4 separate regions of the Mus musculus genome follow, and regions 1, 3 and 4 are each linked to region 2. A link is a contact called in public Hi-C and HiChIP or PLAC-seq data. All regions are on one chromosome and are shown on one strand. The core of a region is the stretch at or near the end of the contact, and the rest is flanking DNA. Distances in the headings are between cores, read along the strand shown.

Region 1 (2,700 bases), core at 24-2,523, 560 kb before region 2:
ACAAGTCGACTCAGTAGCAGAGCGGTTACTAGCAGGGCTTGTGGAAAAGCCAGGTTACACAGGCTAGTGTTCGGCTTGCACTACTGACCTGAGTTGCACAAGCATGTCTCTCTGAGTGTGAGTCCGAGATGGAGATAAACACAGATAAAGTGTTTAGTATATTCCCAACCCCCAGCCTTGCATGGCCACTATGCAAGAACAAGCTATTTCTATTCATCTTATTTCTGCGACTGCCCAAAGGTAGAAAACGCAGAGGGCGGCTTGGCTAATGTAGCGTAGGGTTGGAAGAGTGACTCAGGATCTACATTTTCACTTCTTCCATACATGTCCTTGACATTTGTAGATCTTGACTTCCAAGAGAGTGGCATCTGAGAGTGGCCCATTTTCCTGTACTTAGCTTTTAGAGGATTGTGGGTACACTAACCCATTAACAGTGACCTTTGATGGATCTAACAAGGCACACTCCGAGCTCAAGGCTCCGCTCTAACTTCAAGGCTTGAGTTTGGAACTCTTAAAGGTTTGAGGTTAAAGCCGCACCAGTTTTCCCACATTTAGCATGCAGACATGGCCTTGTATAAGTACAGAGTCACTCAAGGAACTCGCACAAGCACAGCTGTGCAGTCAGCTACGTGGGGTGTTCGCGCAACTCCATCTGTCTAATGGTGGAAGCTGAGAGCTGGCTCCACAAAGCTAGCCTCTGGCTTCCACACTCACACACATACACAAACACAATCACCTCAAACAAACACTCAACAACAGTAAGTTTTTTAAAAAGAAAGAAAAGGCTGAGTAAATACCAAAAATAAAACTATTAAATACATCCATGGGATGTTATGTACCCACTAAAGGAATAACTATAAAATCAAAGAAAATGATTCTATTTAATGCTAAAGGAAAAAGAGCTAATTTAAAACTTTCTGGAAAAAAAATGCCTAGCCATACAAAAAAGAACGGTTAAGGGAATGCACGGGTCAGAGTTTGTTACTTATGCTACACATATTTATACACAAACAAACCTGAAGGATTGTGGAGCTCAAATTCTACTACGTATATGAGAGAGACATTAGGAAACCTGGGAAGGGGTCACCAAAGGAGTGTGGGACACGTGGGGTCTTCTAGAAAAGGGTGAGACCCTGGGAAGTTCCTAGAAGCGATGTCTTCCCAGTAACAGAGGTCTTGAGTGTCCCAAAGCCTAAGGCTAAAAGCACAAAGCCTGAACAGAGTGAGTGAGGCTCTGCTACCAGGACAGGAAGTTCACTTGTCCACCAGCTTCTGAACTGAAACCACATCCTTTCAAACCACGAGTCTCATTTTTGACCACTAGAGCAGGTGACCTGAACACAGTGTGTCCCCGAACCGATGCACACAGCCAGCTGTATAACAGAGCACAGATCATATTTTCAGAAGGGAATAGCAACAATTCACAGTCCACTTGGTAGGGAGGGCCATCCTGTGTCTAGTCTACCAGTCAAAAAGGAGATACGGGAAGGGACAAACATGTCTTTAGGAGAGCATGTCAGAGCTTTGACTTCATTTGAATTCATTTCTGTAATTACACTCTGCCCTTGCTGTTGTCTTCTGTGGTGAAATCATTATAGCCGGGTGGCTAGCCCAAAGGAAGCCTTCCAACTACAAAGAAAAATGCAAGACACGAGGAAAACCACGTCACCAGTGAACACTTAACAACTAGAGTGCAAAACTACCCACTGCCACTGTGGCAAACTCCACAGAGGACACAGGGAGGAGCTGTGTGGCAATCTCCTGGGCTCCACAAAGCCCCCAGTAAACAGCCCCATGCTGATCCTGCCAGGGGAACCGAATTCCCTTCTTTCTGAAGGAAAAAGGCACTTGCAACCTTTTTTTTTCCATGTAAGATGGGAGGAAGGACTGGGAAGCTAAACTCAAAAGAGGCTGGAAGGGGGAAGAGGCGTCTCTGTTCTTATTTAGTGTGTTCGAGCTGTAATTTGTCTTAAAGCAGCTAGTTTGAAAAAATAAAAAATAAAGGCATACCAAAACACCCTCCCACCCCCAGACACAAAACAACTCAGCAGAGAGCTTTTTAAAATTCAGTCTCTGCCCCTCCTTCCCCAATGACATCAGCCGGAGGCTCCCCACCTGCCCAGTTGCCATAGCACTCACACAAAGACACACAATGACATCAGCTGGCATGATATCAGCTCTTTGAATGCAAACAATACAAGAAGAACTACTTTGTTTAAGGCCTTGGGTACAACTGTGTTCTGGGGAGCCAATGACGTAATGCTAACAGGTGGCAAGGGGCCTTCCATTTGCCTAGTGGGGGGAAAAAACATGGGGGAAGGGTGGATCAGAGAGAGTCCGAGACTGACACACCGAACGCTTCTACCATGGGGTGCTGTGTGCCTATCTATGTGAAATGATGTGTGTTATTATATGTCTGAGCCATGTGGGAAAGACCCTTGTGGACTACTATCTGTAGGGAGGGAAAGAGAAAGGCCGCATGTGACTGAAATCTCAGCTGGACAAGGAAGTTCTCACTGAGGGTCAGAAGAGACAGCATCCAGCTCTGTCTGCTCATGTCAGGCGTCCGTCCTCACACAAGAGTGCTGTACAGTGTCACGATGAAACGGAGACTCTCCTGGGTGGAGTCGGAGGCTGCGTGAAATAGCAGTATCTGACAGGGATATTTCAGAGGGATCTGCGTAGGGGTTGTTTGTACCT
Region 2 (2,700 bases), core at 65-2,564:
CATCTGACACTTCTGTCCCAGGCAGTTGTCCAACTAAATGGACCAAGAAGGAGAGTTGTCTGGCCTTACATTAAAAACTCTGCAGAGAGAAATTCCAACACGTTTCCCTCACAGATTGGCAGAGGACCTGCCCTTAGGAGCACTCAGAAGGGATGTGTTTTGAGGTCACACCAACCCTTTCAATTTTCTCCTATTCCTTAAAATGCCTCATTCAGAAAGACCACAAGGCAATCAACTAAAATTACTTCCTGGAAATGAATAATGTGAAACTCTGGGAAAGTATAGTTATCCCCAGGACTGCCAGGTTCCAATAATTCAATTTCTTCCTAAAGGAATTGATGGCCCCTGAGTGACATTCTAAAAAAGATGGCTGGCATTAAGCTGGTAGATAAGGGAAGTCTGAACGTCTGGGGGATACACACACACACACACACACACACACACACACACACACACACACAAACACTATTGTCTTCACCAGATCTCTAGAATTTTTCTCCTCCTCTTCATTTTCATTTCTCCCGAGAGATATAACTGAAGCTTTCAGATTCGCCTAGTCTGTGTCATGGAAGCTATCCAGCCCTGTCTCAGTGACTGACAGAAGCTGTGAACAAATCCTTGAGCCCTAGAGAGTCAATCAAACTGCTTTCAGGAATCACCAAGCCGATGTTCTTAATGTGGCTCTTGCCTGTGACATCTCAGACACTGGAGCCCAAGAAAAAGGACCAAGCATGAAGATAGCCATATTCCCAAGAAAACCCTGAAATAGCCATTAGCCGAGCTCCTGCTGTTAAATATTTCCCTCTGATGGAGACCAACTTCATGTCCAAAATACATAGTTCCAAGATTTTCCACGGCTAGAATGGAATTTCCTCTTAGAAAGATTTAGTCACTAAAATGCTTGAAGAAGACTTGAAGAAAACAGTGTGCGGTAAAGGAGGGAACGGGGTTAAGCATCGCTTTTAAAATGTCGACCTGCCTCCACCCCTGATGACGCAACATCAAGCCAGCCCAAGACCACAAAGAGGAAATGAGAAATGGGAGCGCAATGCAGCTGGCCTGAAGAGATGATATGGATATTTAGGACAGTGTTCCTATCGTGTACTCAGAAAAGGAACTGCACGTTTAATTAAAAACACCAATTCCAGACCAGCCAGAGCTACCTAGTGATACCCTGTCTCAAAACAAATGAAATCTAGTAAACAAAACCAAGGATCCTCGTTCATTCATTTTAAAGCATTAGCTCAAGGGACACCATGGCACGGAAGACAAGAGCACTACATCAACTAAAGCTTCACATTCCAATACAGAAGCAGCCAAGGGACCAGAGAGGTTAAGTGACTCTTCTAAGATCTACAGCTTTTAGGTAGACCAAACTCCAACCTCAGTCCTCTAATTCCAAAATAGAATTTATTTTCTAGAAAAGGATACTAATAGGTTGTATTTATCATAACCTGTCTCTCTTCTGAATCTCAAAAGCCCATGCTTCTCTTTGACAAACTCAGAATCATATTTGCAATGTCCCTGCAGGCGTCAGAGGCTCGGTTGCTCGGGTCTCTCTCTGTACTGAACACATGCCTGTGGAATTATTTGTGTGCATGACTATAGAGAAAGAGCAAATCTCAAAGAAACTGCTAGGGTAACAAGTAGAGTTTGACCATTTTGTTGATAGCTTAATATTTAATTAGGAATGTGCGTTTTGTTCTAGCTAATGACTATATTGGTTAGTTTTTAGGGGGGAAAATGGCTGTTTTATAGGCCATGCGAGTCAGATTACATTTCTGAAAAGGAGTTTCAAACAAAACACTTTTGCGATCAAAATAGGTAATCAGGGGCACTTCGGAGATGCTCCGGGTGTAAAGTGTCTAATGCACAATCAGGAAGATTCAAGTGAGGTCCCCAGTGCCTACAGATAAAGCCAAACTTGACAGTGTGCATCTACAGCTCCAGCACTAGGTGGGTGAGAAAGAGAGCAGGCTGATCTCTGAAGGCCAGTAGCCAGTCATCTCAGCCAAATTGGTGTGCTCTGAATTCAGCGAGAGACCATACCCCTTAAAAAAAACTGTTTCAAAACAGAGGCTGAAGACCCCTCCCCCGTGTCAACCTCAGTCTTCACACTCATGTGCATACCACACATACACACAAATAAATAGGTTTATTTGATTATTAATGTTTACATGTGGTTTTTTTTATGTTCCTACTAAAAATTATGGAGTCAGGGCTGGGGATGTAGCTCAGTTGGCATAGCACTGGCCTAGCATGCACTGTCCCCTCAGTTTGAGCCCAGTGCCCCATAAACCAAGTGTGGGGATAGCACTTAGAAGGTGAAGGTCGAAGGACCAGAAGTTCAAGGACACTGGATGTGGCAAGATCCCTGCCATTTGTTGTGTGCAGTAACTTGGGGTCGTCTGCTGCTCTGTGCCTTTCTTCAGACAAGGGAGACAGATGAGACAGAACAGTTTGCACAACAAATATGATTGTATGTTGTGTAGGACAGCCACTAGGGGAAAGTGCTATCAGGACCACCTGGAGTCCAGTGCGCCATGTCTTCCAATCTCCCTCTGGAAGCATCACCGAGGCCTTTTAAATCCCTGTGGTGTCTACACTGATGGTGTGATGATACTTGATGGGGTTATTATTTATAATTCCCTCATTAGCCCATCACGATACCATCCCACATTGATTTCCCCAACCAAGGTC
Region 3 (2,700 bases), core at 49-2,548, 660 kb before region 2:
GAAAATACTGAGGTGGCTCAAAGACACATTTCATTAACTGCTAGCTGTTGAAAAGAAACTTGTTTAGGGACTATAGAACAGTCTCCGTTACTGTGGTTCTAAGCATGTTATCAACGGGACAACATGATCATTGAGAACATCTAGTAATGTCTTACAGGATCATACCCAGAATTCACAAGAACTAAATGTGCATTAAAGAATACAGGGCTGAAGGAACTTGGAGCAGAGAGAGGGTTGGGGAACCTGGCCTTCTCCTTCCTTCATGCAAAGGAATATTCATGAAGGTTTTATCAAACAAAAACTTTTGATTCTAGCATGCTCTGGAAATGTAAAATTCATTTTCATTATCCTTAATCAGTTAGATTAAGATATACCACAGCAACTAACAAAGTCCCAGATTTCTGTGGCATGATACAGGCCACACTACATATACCTGACTTCAGTAAAGTGTTTTGAGAACCACAGCCAAGAGCAGGACACCAACATCTTCCTCTGGTCCTCTCCTGCACACACACACACACACACACACACACACACACACACACACACACACACAGTACATTGTGCACTTGTGCTAATGAGACTTTCTTCCCTATTTTGAAACTCGTCACAAGCTGACTTAACCATCAGGGATAGGGAGAGGAAGAGACACTGCATTTTTCCATTCACTCATAGGAGAAAAACAATCTGTGAATAAATGTCTGTGTGTGTGTGTGTGTGTGTATCTGTGTGTGTATGTGTCTGTGTGTGTGTCTGTGTGTCTGTGTCTGTGTGTGTGTCTGTGTGTGTCTGTGTGTGTGTCTGTGTGTGTGTGTCTGTGCGTGTGTGTCTGTGTCTGTGTGTCTGTGTGTGTCTGTGTGTCTGTGTCTCTGTGTGTGTGTGTGCTTCCCTGTATGTGAAGCTATCCAAGCATGTAGAGAACAGAGAACAACCTCTGGACTCATTCCCTCAGGCACCATCCACCTCCATTTTGAGATCAGGTCTCACTGATGGGAAGCTCGACAAGCAGGCTAGAAGAAGGTGACCAGTGGGAAAGGGTCTATCCACTCCTACAGGTTACAAGCAGGCCACCCCATGCCTCCCCATCCTCGGGGACTTTTATGTGGCAACGTTGTGAGGATGAAACACAGGTCCTCATGCTGTGTGGCAAGTACTTCACCAACAAAGAAAAAAAAGGTTTTAATGAGAAATAACGAATTCTGATTCAATTAAAAATACATTCAAACTTTCACAGAACAAAACATCTCAGGAAAAGCGGCACCACTTCCTCTGCTGGGGCTGACTGTCCCTGCTGTGAGCGTTCTCTGTAGCCCCAAGCGGCAACTTCTCCTTTCTATGCTTCAGTTTATATAAAACAAGAGCAATCTTTCTGTAGTTCAAGCTTATTTTGATTCAATGCCATGATACAAATGCAATTTCCTATAACATTCCAAAAATCACAAAAATGCAATGGATAACCAATGTTCTCATCCTCAAACCAGTTCCCCTGCGTGTTAGATACATGTTTTTCTGTAATTGTTTTAACGTCTTTTTGTACAGTTGAGTATCCTTTGAGCTATCTCCCGTGTTTTCTAAAGAAGTTATTAAAAGTAGCTGTCCTCTTCCGTGCCACAGAGGCAGACAGAGGCATGAGACCCACAGAGAGTATTCTGAGGACGCCCAGAGCTGTTACTTGTTTCAGAAATAGTCCCAGCTCCTGACCTACACCATGGCATTTGTCTCTTCCCCTCCCCCAACCTTTATTTGGCTCTTGCTTCCATTCCAATCACTCTACAAATGTATTGGCAAGAACAGAGAGCAGGGTACTTGTGATCTATATGCGTAGACCTCTTGACAGTCTATTAGTAAAAAATAGCTCTAGTTCACTGTTGTGTCCCCATGAGGGGGGCACATGAGCGAGATTGGGCACACGATCCAGCAGGTTTGATCCACAGGCATCCCAGATGTTCCCAGCACCTGTGTGCTGTGTGCAGATGGTTGTGTAGTGAATGTGGCACCCAGAAATGTGCACCCAGGTCCACTGGCATTCAGCAAGGGGGATTCCCCTCTGCAGGAACTGACTGTGACTTGGAAGGTAGAGTGGAAAGTCTGGAGGCACAGGTCAGAGACAGTATGAAGTAGAGATAGCTCCCAGGGCTCTGCCTGCCAGCTCTGCCTCCCTGTGGGAAGGGCATGTGTGACACAGAGGCCACCAGAGTGTGAGAAGGGTCCTGCTGAGGTGAGAAGAGAGTGCATGTGCCTACATTCAACATATGAAGTCAACATTGGCCAACATAACCAGAAAAATCTACTAAAGACCCCACAGAAGTATCCAAGGCAGAATTTGTAGTGACTTCTGTTAAGAGACTTATACATCCAATTTGTGGAGGGAGGGTGAAGCATAAAATTATATAACTAAGAAAAAAACTACAAGACAATGTAAGTAACAAATTGAAATGCAGAATTACAATGAAGTAGAGTTCAAAAGTGGATCTGAATTATTGAGCAAGTTTTCATGGATAATTTACACTGTGGCCTAAAATTTGTCGCTCTTACGTGATTCCGGTGTCTTCTACTCCTATACAAATAGTTCATGTTTAATTGTTATGATCCCTTGTCCTTTAGGCAAACCAGTCTTACAAAAAGTATCCTGTGCTCTGATAATCCCTGCCATCATCCCAGTTTCATCAGGCTACTGAAGGAGGATCCCTTGAGCCTGTA
Region 4 (2,700 bases), core at 41-2,540, 760 kb before region 2:
CCCCAAGCACCTGAGGCCGAGACTCCTTGAGCTCACCATGAGTCATCGTAACTTGTTTGTACAATAAGGATCGGAAAAACAAGCTCATATCTCCCTCTCACACAGTGATAAGGTGACACACACTTAATCAAGAATAAGGCCACTGACGTAACTCGGAGGCCAGTTCCTAGTGCAATGACTGGAGTGTCCAAAGGGGACACCGGACAAACACACTTCAGGGGGAATGTGTAATAACCATTCAGACTAGACGAGTGCTTCATGACTGTGTCCTCTTAAGGGGCATTTGATAATGTCACTGGACATTTACTGGGTGGATTGCTACTGGCTATATACAAGGCTTAGAGCATCATGCAGTGCCTGAATGGACCACAGAGGAGGAACACACCCTCAGTCACCCCAACATGGAACCACATCTCCAGATGTCAAGAGAGATGCTCCTGGGAGTGCCTGGCTCAGGAGGTGGGTGAGGATGCCTGGCACTCACAGTGCAGGTGATGCACACAACACCTGGGAGCCCAGAACTAAGGTCTTCCTGCTCCATTCCACTCTCACTGCTCAGTGCGGAGCGGAGTTTAGTCTCCTGGTGACACAACCTGAAAACAAATGACCGATGAACTCCAGAGTGATGAAAGAAAACACTGGGACCAGCTTAGAGTTTTTAGACTTTGAACCTGTGCTCATCATTTCCTTGTTGCTGTTATTACCACTGTCCTTTCCTCCCCATCCTCCCCCACCCTCCTCCTCCTCCTCTCCACCCTCCTCCTCCTCCCTGCCCTCCTCCTCTCCATCCTCCTCCTCCCTCCCATTAGGCTTCCTATCTCAACCACTGCATGATCTTCTCCGTTTCTCTGTGCTCATTCATAGACGCAAATATGTATTAGTATACATATATATTGTTTTATTCACAATTTTCTACAGCTTGCTTTTCTCATTCACAAATACTTCGCAAGACATCTCTCCAAGCTAGCCTTCCCATAGTATTACTACCATGATTTATTCCGTCATTTCCCTGCTGATGACTCTTTATTTCCCTATATAGTTTTTTGCATGGTGAAACACTAAAATCATGAGGTTCTATAAAAAGCATTATGCTGTGATGTTTTTTGTTTTTATCTGATTGGGTTTTAGGCTTGAGGCTGCATACTTGAGACTTTGGGGGACCGAAGGTAAATCCAGAGCGGAAATGACCTTCTCAGCCGTCTTGGCTAGGATTTCTATTGCTATGATGAAACACCACGACCAAGCAGCAAGGCGGGGAGGAGAGGGTTTATTTGACTTTCATTTCCTCATCACAGCTCAACACTAAAGGAACTCAAACAAGGCAGGAACCAGGAGGCAGGAGCTGATGCCCAGGCCATGGAGAAGTGCTGCTTACTGGCCTGCTCAGCCTGCTTTCTTATAGAATCCCAGGATCACCAGCCCAGCGATGGCACCAACCAATGTAGGCTCCACCTCCTCTACCCACCCCCACCCCACACACCCCTGCACACCCAGTAAATTGCCAGTTAAGAAAATGACTTGGGGCTGGAGAGATGGCTTAGGGGTTAAAAGCACTGAATGTTCTTCCAGAGATTCTGAGTTCAAGTCCCAGCAACCATATGGTGGCCCACAGCCATCTGTAATGGGATCTGATGCCCTTTTCTGGTGTGTCTGAAGAGAGCTACAGTGCACTCATATAAATAAAAGAAATAAATCTATTTTAAAAAATTTAAAAAGCTGGGCAGTGGTGGCACATGCCTTTAATCCCAGCACTTGGGAGGCAGAGGCAGGTGGATTTCTGAGTTCAAGGGCAGCCTGGTCTACAGAGTGAGTTCCAGGACAGCCAGGGCTACACAGAAAAAAGAAAATGACTTAGAGCTGGATCTTACAGAGGCATTTTCTCGATTGAGTTTTCCTCCTCTCAGATAACTCTAGCTTGTGTCAAGTTGACATAAAACTAGCCAGCACAGTTTAAACTAGAAAACTGAAACTTCATAGAGGAGAATACCAACATTTCAGATATAATTTGTTTTATTTAGTTAAATTATTTCAAATGTCATAGGAATGAATAAAATTGTCATGAAATAGATACCTTGGGGAGATCCTTGAAAAGGCAGAGTAGATGGGAACAAATGCATTCAGTGTGACAACTGGTCCAAAGAGAGGGCTCAGCAGCGGGATGTGAGCTCTTTAAGAGAACATGAGTTGTGGGTACCTATATCAAGCAGCTCACAACCTCTCTGACTCCAGCTCCAGGGGATCTGCTGACCTCTTGTGGGATCTACTACCACTTGCACCCAAACAAAAACTTACCCCAATCCCCACCCACCCCTACACACAAGTACACAGAATTAAAAATAAAATACATTTTTACAATAAATAAATACTATAATATCCAAAATACCCAAATTGACTTAAATTGACAGAGAACCACCAGGCAGAGAAAATCTACAGGTGACTCTGAAAGCAGAAAAATGATAAAAGTCTGTAGAGCACAGAACTCAAAATTAAAGCAGTAGAAAGTGTCGCTTCGCACAAATCTACTAAAATAACAGCTCACAAAGACTCGTAACATCCGCTGCTGGCTGAGATGTGGCTTAAAGGGTTTGTTGCTGTGTTGTTGTTGTTGTTGTTGTTGTTGTGTTTATCTGAGACAGGATCTCATTGTGTAATCTAGGCTGGCATCCAATTCAATAACTTAAAAAAATGAGGGAAAACCCT

Evidence for each region. A called contact is a pair of places that touch in the nucleus more often than the background predicts. HiChIP or PLAC-seq counts read pairs in DNA pulled down with a chosen protein or histone mark.
Region 1: an H3K4me3 HiChIP or PLAC-seq map of bone marrow-derived macrophages shows a contact between it and region 2, with 11 times the contacts expected there. The contact joins two enhancer-like sites. A contact is called at or near these places in 3 of 115 datasets of contacts at active chromatin or transcription factors (astrocytes, bone marrow-derived macrophages and embryonic stem cells).
Region 3: a Hi-C map of bone marrow-derived macrophages shows a contact between it and region 2, with 19 read pairs. The contact joins two enhancer-like sites. A contact is called at or near these places in 2 of 484 Hi-C or Micro-C datasets (bone marrow-derived macrophages and nephron progenitors) and 1 of 115 datasets of contacts at active chromatin or transcription factors (cardiomyocytes).
Region 4: a contact with region 2 is called in a Hi-C map of bone marrow-derived macrophages, with 13 read pairs. The contact joins two enhancer-like sites. A contact is called at or near these places in 2 of 15 datasets of contacts at CTCF or cohesin (large pre-B cells and pro-B cells), 1 of 484 Hi-C or Micro-C datasets (bone marrow-derived macrophages) and 1 of 115 datasets of contacts at active chromatin or transcription factors (differentiating embryonic stem cells).

What each region holds. Positions count from the first base shown.
Region 1 is chr1:184,065,719-184,068,418 of GRCm38.p6, reverse strand. The region is part of intron 2 of Dusp10 (dual specificity phosphatase 10); the gene reads right to left. Among named protein-coding and RNA genes, the nearest start is that of Dusp10, 33 kb to the right of the region's middle. Within about 2 kb of position 1,273, at least 125 of the 459 cell types and tissues checked have an H3K27ac peak or open chromatin away from gene starts, as enhancers often do. A contact at or near this core is called in bone marrow-derived macrophages, where this site is marked.
Region 2 is chr1:183,509,280-183,511,979 of GRCm38.p6, reverse strand. No RefSeq gene overlaps it. Among named protein-coding and RNA genes, the nearest start is that of Gm33973, 43 kb to the left of the region's middle. Within about 2 kb of position 1,314, at least 47 of the 459 cell types and tissues checked have an H3K27ac peak or open chromatin away from gene starts, as enhancers often do. A contact at or near this core is called in bone marrow-derived macrophages, where this site is marked.
Region 3 is chr1:184,172,534-184,175,233 of GRCm38.p6, reverse strand. No RefSeq gene overlaps it. Among named protein-coding and RNA genes, the nearest start is that of Dusp10, 140 kb to the right of the region's middle. Within about 2 kb of position 1,298, at least 15 of the 459 cell types and tissues checked have an H3K27ac peak or open chromatin away from gene starts, as enhancers often do. A contact at or near this core is called in bone marrow-derived macrophages, where this site is marked.
Region 4 is chr1:184,273,456-184,276,155 of GRCm38.p6, reverse strand. No RefSeq gene overlaps it. Among named protein-coding and RNA genes, the nearest start is that of Gm34177, 55 kb to the left of the region's middle. Within about 2 kb of position 1,290, at least 27 of the 459 cell types and tissues checked have an H3K27ac peak or open chromatin away from gene starts, as enhancers often do. A contact at or near this core is called in bone marrow-derived macrophages, where this site is marked.